2 separate regions of the Mus musculus genome follow, and region 1 is linked to region 2. A link is a contact called in public HiChIP or PLAC-seq data. All regions are on one chromosome and are shown on one strand. Each heading gives the region's core, a stretch centred on a gene start, on an enhancer-like site or on the middle of the called end of the contact. The rest is flanking DNA. Distances are from core to core; before and after follow the strand shown.

Region 1 (3,004 bases), core at 138-2,637, 350 kb before region 2:
TAAAACCCCCCAAATCTGAAGCTTCCTGAGCGGTAACATGAAACCCAAATAGGGAGTTCCACGCTTGACCCCACACGATGGGTCACAGGCAAATGGCAGATGCATTCAAATATTGTGCAAACGTATTCTCCTGTAAAAGGTGTGCATGCAACCTGTCGCATGCTGAAATTTGGGTCCTGTCACCGAGGCATGTCATTATATCTATACACAAATATTTCAAAATGTAAAAGTCTCCATGGACCCTCTCGTTCTGGCTTTCTGCCACTGCCACTGACAAAACATTGGAGAAAAATGTCTTTGAAGAAGAAAAACTTGTTTTGGCTAATGGTGTCAGAGATTTTAATCCATGGTCACCTGACCACATTTCCTTGTGACTGGGCAGCGTAGTGCACCATGGTGGGGCTACAAGAAGGTGGTGAGGGGTGGGGTGGGTTGGGGTGGGGTGAGGGGTGGGTGGATAGGTGGGTCCTAGCAGATGTTCCAGGCACACACCTCCACAGGCCTAACTTCTTTCCATCCTCCCCTGCCCCAGAGTTTCGCTGTGTAGCCCAGGCTGTCCTAGAACTCACTCTGTTGACCAGGCTGGCCTCAAACTCAGAGCTCCAGCTGCCTCTGCCTCAGAGTGCTGGGATTAAAGGTGTGCACCACCACCAGTGAGCCTTTTTACCAAGTCTTAAAGTTTCCATCACCTCTTAAGAATGCCACAGCTGGAGACCAAGCCTCTAGCTTTCTGGAGGGCACCTAAGATGTGAATCAGAAGACCTCTGGTGCCAAGAAAAATAAGAGTGTCATAAAAGTGTCCCCATCCAGCATAATTGAAAAGTGTCAGCATCTACACAGTGATAAGCCACATCTCTGAGAAAAAGACCCAGTCCTAGTAAAGTTATGAACAGTTTACACACACATAAATTAAAAATAAATATGTACATGAAGAAATGTCTTTCCTGACCTCTGAGAGGGTGAGGTGCATGGGATGAGGGCAGAGAAGCGAGTGCTTTTAACCCCACCTTTCCTTGTAGTTACTAAACCTGCAATATGGGACCAGTGTATTTAACTGTGAAGAAATGGCTTCTCATTGGTTCCTGACAGTACAGTGCCTCATTTTCAGCAAAACTTCCCAAAATACCACAGAGGAAAAGAGGCGAGAGATGATTTTATGATCAATCTACACTCTGGTCCTTGCCTTCTAAGTTACAAATCCTCACCAGTGAGACCTACCTAGTAATAGTTTTTAAAAGGTTTTACTTTGGTCTCAATTTGTTTTCTCAAGTGCAGGAACTCTATTAAGCCACTAGGGGGCGCCCAAGCCATTCATTAGACTGAAGCACGGTGCTGGCGGATCAGGGTTTGTCAAGTTTTTGCAACATTAGTTTCTAACCAGAAGGTATTTGGGATTCCAAGTCCATCTGGACATGCAGATCTACCACCTGCTCAAGTCCGAGTTCCTTTACTACCCCACGGGCGTCGATGGACCCAGGTGACTCTTGCTAGGAGGAGGCAAGAGGGACCTCGGAATCCGAGGGCTGTTTCTGGTTTCATTTCTGGAGAAGTAGACCCAGTCTTTGCACCGCTGATCTCACAAACACCGGCCATTGTCTAAGCAAGAGATAACCAAGAGGAATGGGTGGGAATAATTTAGGGGGAATGCCAGTCCTTTCCAGGAGATGAATATCTTTGAAAGTTCCGGTAATTCTTAGCATTCAGACCACCCTGGAGTAGTGCAAATTCACAATGATTGCAGGAACTGTTTCTCACTTGTGTTTGCAAAGAACCAGTGAAGGATGCGGCTTTGCTCGGAATTCGTCTTTCCCTGTCTCTACCCGAACATTGGGCTGTCAGGGCTCTGGCTTGATTTATTGAATCAAACATGTCACCGTTGATTCGTTCATCCGCTCCTGCCCTTTGAGAAGGGGTGCTGGGAATGCGGATGAAGACTGCTGAGAAAAAAAGTCAGTTTCAACAGGCAGTGCTTTGCAAAGTAGGTCACCCTGGCTTTTCCACTGGGTGAAGAGGCTGGAATCCCATTAACCTCCATCAGACTTGCAGGGATGGGGATGGGGGGGGGGGGGAGAATGGGGGTGGTGGGGGGGCGGGGTTGTTAGTGCAAAACAAAACCTGGCTTCGTGCAGGCTTCCTAATTTGACTTCCTAATGAGATTTGGAAAGGAAAGGGGAATAGAGGGTTTGGGAAAATCAAAGGAAAATTCCTTTCCCTAAATGAGCCCATAGTGTGGGGTGGAAAGGTTTGGGCTGTTTGTGAACTGAGTGTTTGCCATCAATTAATTTTTTGTTTTTTCTTTCTTTCTTTCTTTCTTTCTTTCTTTCTTTCTTTCTTTCTCTCTCTCTCTCTCTCTCTCTCTCTCTCTCTCTCTCTCTCTCTCTCTCTTTCTTTCTTCCTTCCTTCCTTCCTTTTTTTTTATCTTTGTTTCCACTGGGTCTCAGAAAGTCTGAGGGGCAGGTAAAGTGTGGGAAGGTATTCCCCATATAATACTTCTTTCAAATTTCAACATGTCTTTCACCCGTTGGAAGTAACACACACACACACACACACACACACACACACACACACAGAGAGAGAGAGAGAGAGAGAGAGAGAGAGAGAGAAACAACCCCGTCACCAAAACCTAAAACACCTCCAAGCCACCAAAACACACACACACACACACACACACACACACACACACACACACACACACAAATCCAACTCGATTTTCTTCCCTTCTGCGTCACAACCAAGTCAGACTTTGTCTTCTACAGCAGGGTTAAGGTTTCCCCTGCTGCATGCAGGGTTCTCCCATCCCACAGCAGAAGGGCACAGTGGCTTAGTGTCTGTGACTCTATTGACTGACTTCATGCTGGGTAGGGCCTAGCTGGCTGTGTCCCTCAGTCTTCCCTGGGTTCCAGGGAGCTACTCTTTCCTTGGGCACCTTTGTGCTGTTCTCTTTTGGTTTCATTTGAAGCCAAGGCTTTACCATGAAGAGTGGGGGCTCTTGGGGGCTCTGTCC
Region 2 (3,081 bases), core at 296-2,795:
GGGGGGGGAGGCTCAAGTTTAAAGGCTTTCCTGTGCTTTCTCAACTCAGACACTAATTCAACACACTAGTGTCACAAATGGGAAGGAAGCCTGGCCCTAAACCTTCCAGAGCTGGAGGTTGCTAGCTCAGAGACCTCCTGTAAGAATGGAGCTTGGGAGAGTAGGAGTGACTGGTAATTTCCTGGCCACAGTGAAATTGCTGCAGGCCAGGTTCTGATGGAAGTGAAGGAACCTTTGGGAGATGACTCAGCAGCAGCAGCAGCAGCAGCAGCAGCAGCAGCAGCAGCAGCAGCAGCAGCAGCAGGCCAGATCATGCCCCTGCTAAAGCTGGATGTGTGGCCTTTCTCCAACAATGCTTAAATGCTGATGGGCACAGCAGAGAAGCTGATGGAAAAGGTGGGCCCAGTAAACACAATGGCTGAGGACATTAGGCTATTCAGGGAGGGCCGTCAGTGGCTCCCATCGCTGGCTCTAGGTAGAGACAGTTGGTAGCCTAGGATTCTGCTCTCTATGTGGCTTCCCAGGTTCAGGATCCTCGGCACCACTGTGGGTGTCCAAGCATGCCGGTCTCTCTGTGAGGTGGCTATAGTGTTGGTTTTTCACAAAGATGACATCGTGACTGCTGAAAGGCTTAACATCTTTCTTGGTCATAAAAGGTGTGACACGGCACCGATGGAGGCTGCTTAAACAGCCTAGAACTCAGGCCACTGTGGGAAGACCTGCTCCCTGGTGAGCTCCCGTAAGCATCAACCAGTGCCCAGGATATTTACTAAGAGCAGTAAGAAGTAGGGGGTACAATGCCTGCTTATCGGTGGCCTGCTGAGGAAGCTGCAGGCTGATTCTGCAAGAGTCAGAGAGTGGGCTTCAGCTGCGAGGGCATTGATTGTGACTTTGATATTTAGGTTAAAGAGAGGGACTCCCCGCTAGATATCTCAGAGGGCATCCATACCACGCAGATGCAGGCAGTAATGAATTCTTTAAGAGGCAGCTGAGGTAGGAGAATTCCGAAACGTCAGGAGGGCTTCGAGGGGGTGCCTGGCATGAGTCACTGCTGGCAGCTTCCCACTCACGACTCAAACTATTGCACCTAGAGGGAACGGTGGCAGGCTGTGAGCCGAGGGAAGGAGTCTTTAGGGGTACGGGGACAAGAGGAACTCTCCGTTCTCAGTTCTGATCGCAAGGGATGCTTCTTGGCCATTCTTTCCCTGCTTCCATTGATCTGTTAGTGCGGGGTATCGTGAGGGAAGCCACAAAGATTTGGGACAGGGCTCAGACCTGGTCCATTTTCACATGTGTCAGTGTGTGAGCAGTCCCAAGGTTCTCCGAGCCTTCTTTATCTCTGCTGTAAAAAGCCTGCTTGGAATCTTGGGAAGATGGAGGCTGGCCTTTAGCAAACTCATCTTCCACGCAGACTCCCTTCCTCTGTTTTGGTTTCCCACGTACTTAGCCTTTTAAGGGAAAAGCAACAATACCTCTGTGTCCCCGGCACGGACAAAAGCAGCTTTAATCAACATGGTAACCGGGAGGAAGGGATTGATTTGTTCTTCTCACGCCAAGCTGAGCACACGACAGGCTATGGTTTGGAATATCAATGTCCCGCAAGTGAGGGCCACTCGGAACAGAAACTGTCTTGTTTGAGAAGATTTATTCCCGGTGTCGTTTTTCACGGCTCATAAAAGGTGATGGATGGACTTAATTTTTAGTCTAATTTCTTGCCATGCAGTTCAGTAATTTTCCAGATAAACTCAAATTATAAAGAATCCAGGATTACTCAATGCAATGAGGAGTTGGGGACATCTGGTTGTATATAGATGCATGACATGTTTAATTTTTCAAGGCAGCCGAAGAGGAGGTGATTAGAAATCCCAGCTCACGTGTAAACTGTGTCATCTGCAGTGCTGGGTTCTGCCATCTCCAGCTATATCCCTGGATATAAGAGAAAAGAAGTTTGATGTTATTTGTTATTTGTTGGTCAGTTGTTTAATAGGATGGAGCCATGCCACCAGTACACAGGAAGAACAATCCGTTCATTTCCCTAGGTATTTCATATCTTTTAATTAAACAGATATTCAGTTATTTTTTTAGAGGATATGAAAAAGTAGTCCTTGATGGGATGTATGGAAATCTGTTTGGTTTTTTTTTTTTAATGTATTTAGCTTTGATTTATTTTTTTCCTGTAAGTTTTAAATATCCAGAAGGTACTTGAGAACCTGGGTCTCAGTTGTTATGAAATTAGCAATGTGGTATAGTGGGAGAACCCTCGGAGCTCTAGAACCAATCTGAACCAAGAATTATGAGGCCTGTGAGCCTCAGGCAAAAGGGAGTGGACAGTGAGAAGCAGATACTGCCCAGAGAGCTGGAAACAGCAGTGTTCACCTGGCGCTCCTTACTCGAGAATCAGAGACACCAGGGCTGAGGGTTGGAAGCCAGCTCATACTCCACAGGGAGACCCTAGCTCACACAACAATAATCACAAGTCTGAGGATGGACAGTGCTGGGCTTTCTCTGCAAGTAGAACATAAAATAATAGATTAAATTATTAGAGTATGGTCGAGTACAGGCCAGGTCGTTAGTCCTGAGACAAAGGCTAATAATTTGTACTGAGAACTTTTTAAATTTAATTCTTCTACATATCTAATTCAGTCTTTCATGAGTCTAAGAGTGCCCTAAAAAACAAAATTCTTTAAAAATAAAAAAAGTCACACTCTAGGTTGTATCTTGGCTTGAATGTGTTCCTGTTTATTAAACAGTGTTAGGTTAAATAAAATATGCTGTTTCCCAAGGAGGCCTTCCTTCCAATAATCTCTTTTAAAACGGAGAAAGACAAATGTTCAAACAACCACAAGCTTTGCTCTCTCTTATTGACAATAACCTGAACAGAATTCTTCTCTCTCAGCAACTGAACCTCAGTGACATTGTATACACCCAGAATGGTAATTCCATTCTGAATGACAACAGTGTGCCCACACAGTCTGAGGGTGAAAGAGATGAAGTCTGGACCCATACCATTAGAGTTCTGCTTCTCAGGCTGCGGCAGTCTTCAGAGCTCAGCTAATTATGTATTCATTTATTTAGACCTCT

Evidence for each region. HiChIP or PLAC-seq counts read pairs in DNA pulled down with a chosen protein or histone mark.
Region 1: an H3K4me3 HiChIP or PLAC-seq map of forebrain shows a contact between it and region 2, with 4 times the contacts expected there. The contact joins two enhancer-like sites. A contact is called at or near these places in 1 of 39 promoter capture datasets (cranial neural crest), 1 of 484 Hi-C or Micro-C datasets (cortical neurons) and 7 of 115 datasets of contacts at active chromatin or transcription factors (bone marrow-derived macrophages, craniofacial prominence, embryonic basal ganglia and 4 more).

What each region holds. Positions count from the first base shown.
Region 1 is chr7:114,019,299-114,022,302 of GRCm38.p6, reverse strand. The region is part of intron 7 of Spon1 (spondin 1, (f-spondin) extracellular matrix protein); the gene reads right to left. Among named protein-coding and RNA genes, the nearest start is that of Gm51454, 16 kb to the left of the region's middle. Within about 2 kb of position 1,387, at least 81 of the 459 cell types and tissues checked have an H3K27ac peak or open chromatin away from gene starts, as enhancers often do. A contact at or near this core is called in forebrain, where this site is marked.
Region 2 is chr7:113,671,740-113,674,820 of GRCm38.p6, reverse strand. All of the region lies in intron 1 of Gm39072 (a long non-coding RNA gene), which reads left to right. Among named protein-coding and RNA genes, the nearest start is that of Gm39072, 11 kb to the left of the region's middle. Within about 2 kb of position 1,545, at least 19 of the 459 cell types and tissues checked have an H3K27ac peak or open chromatin away from gene starts, as enhancers often do. A contact at or near this core is called in forebrain, where this site is marked.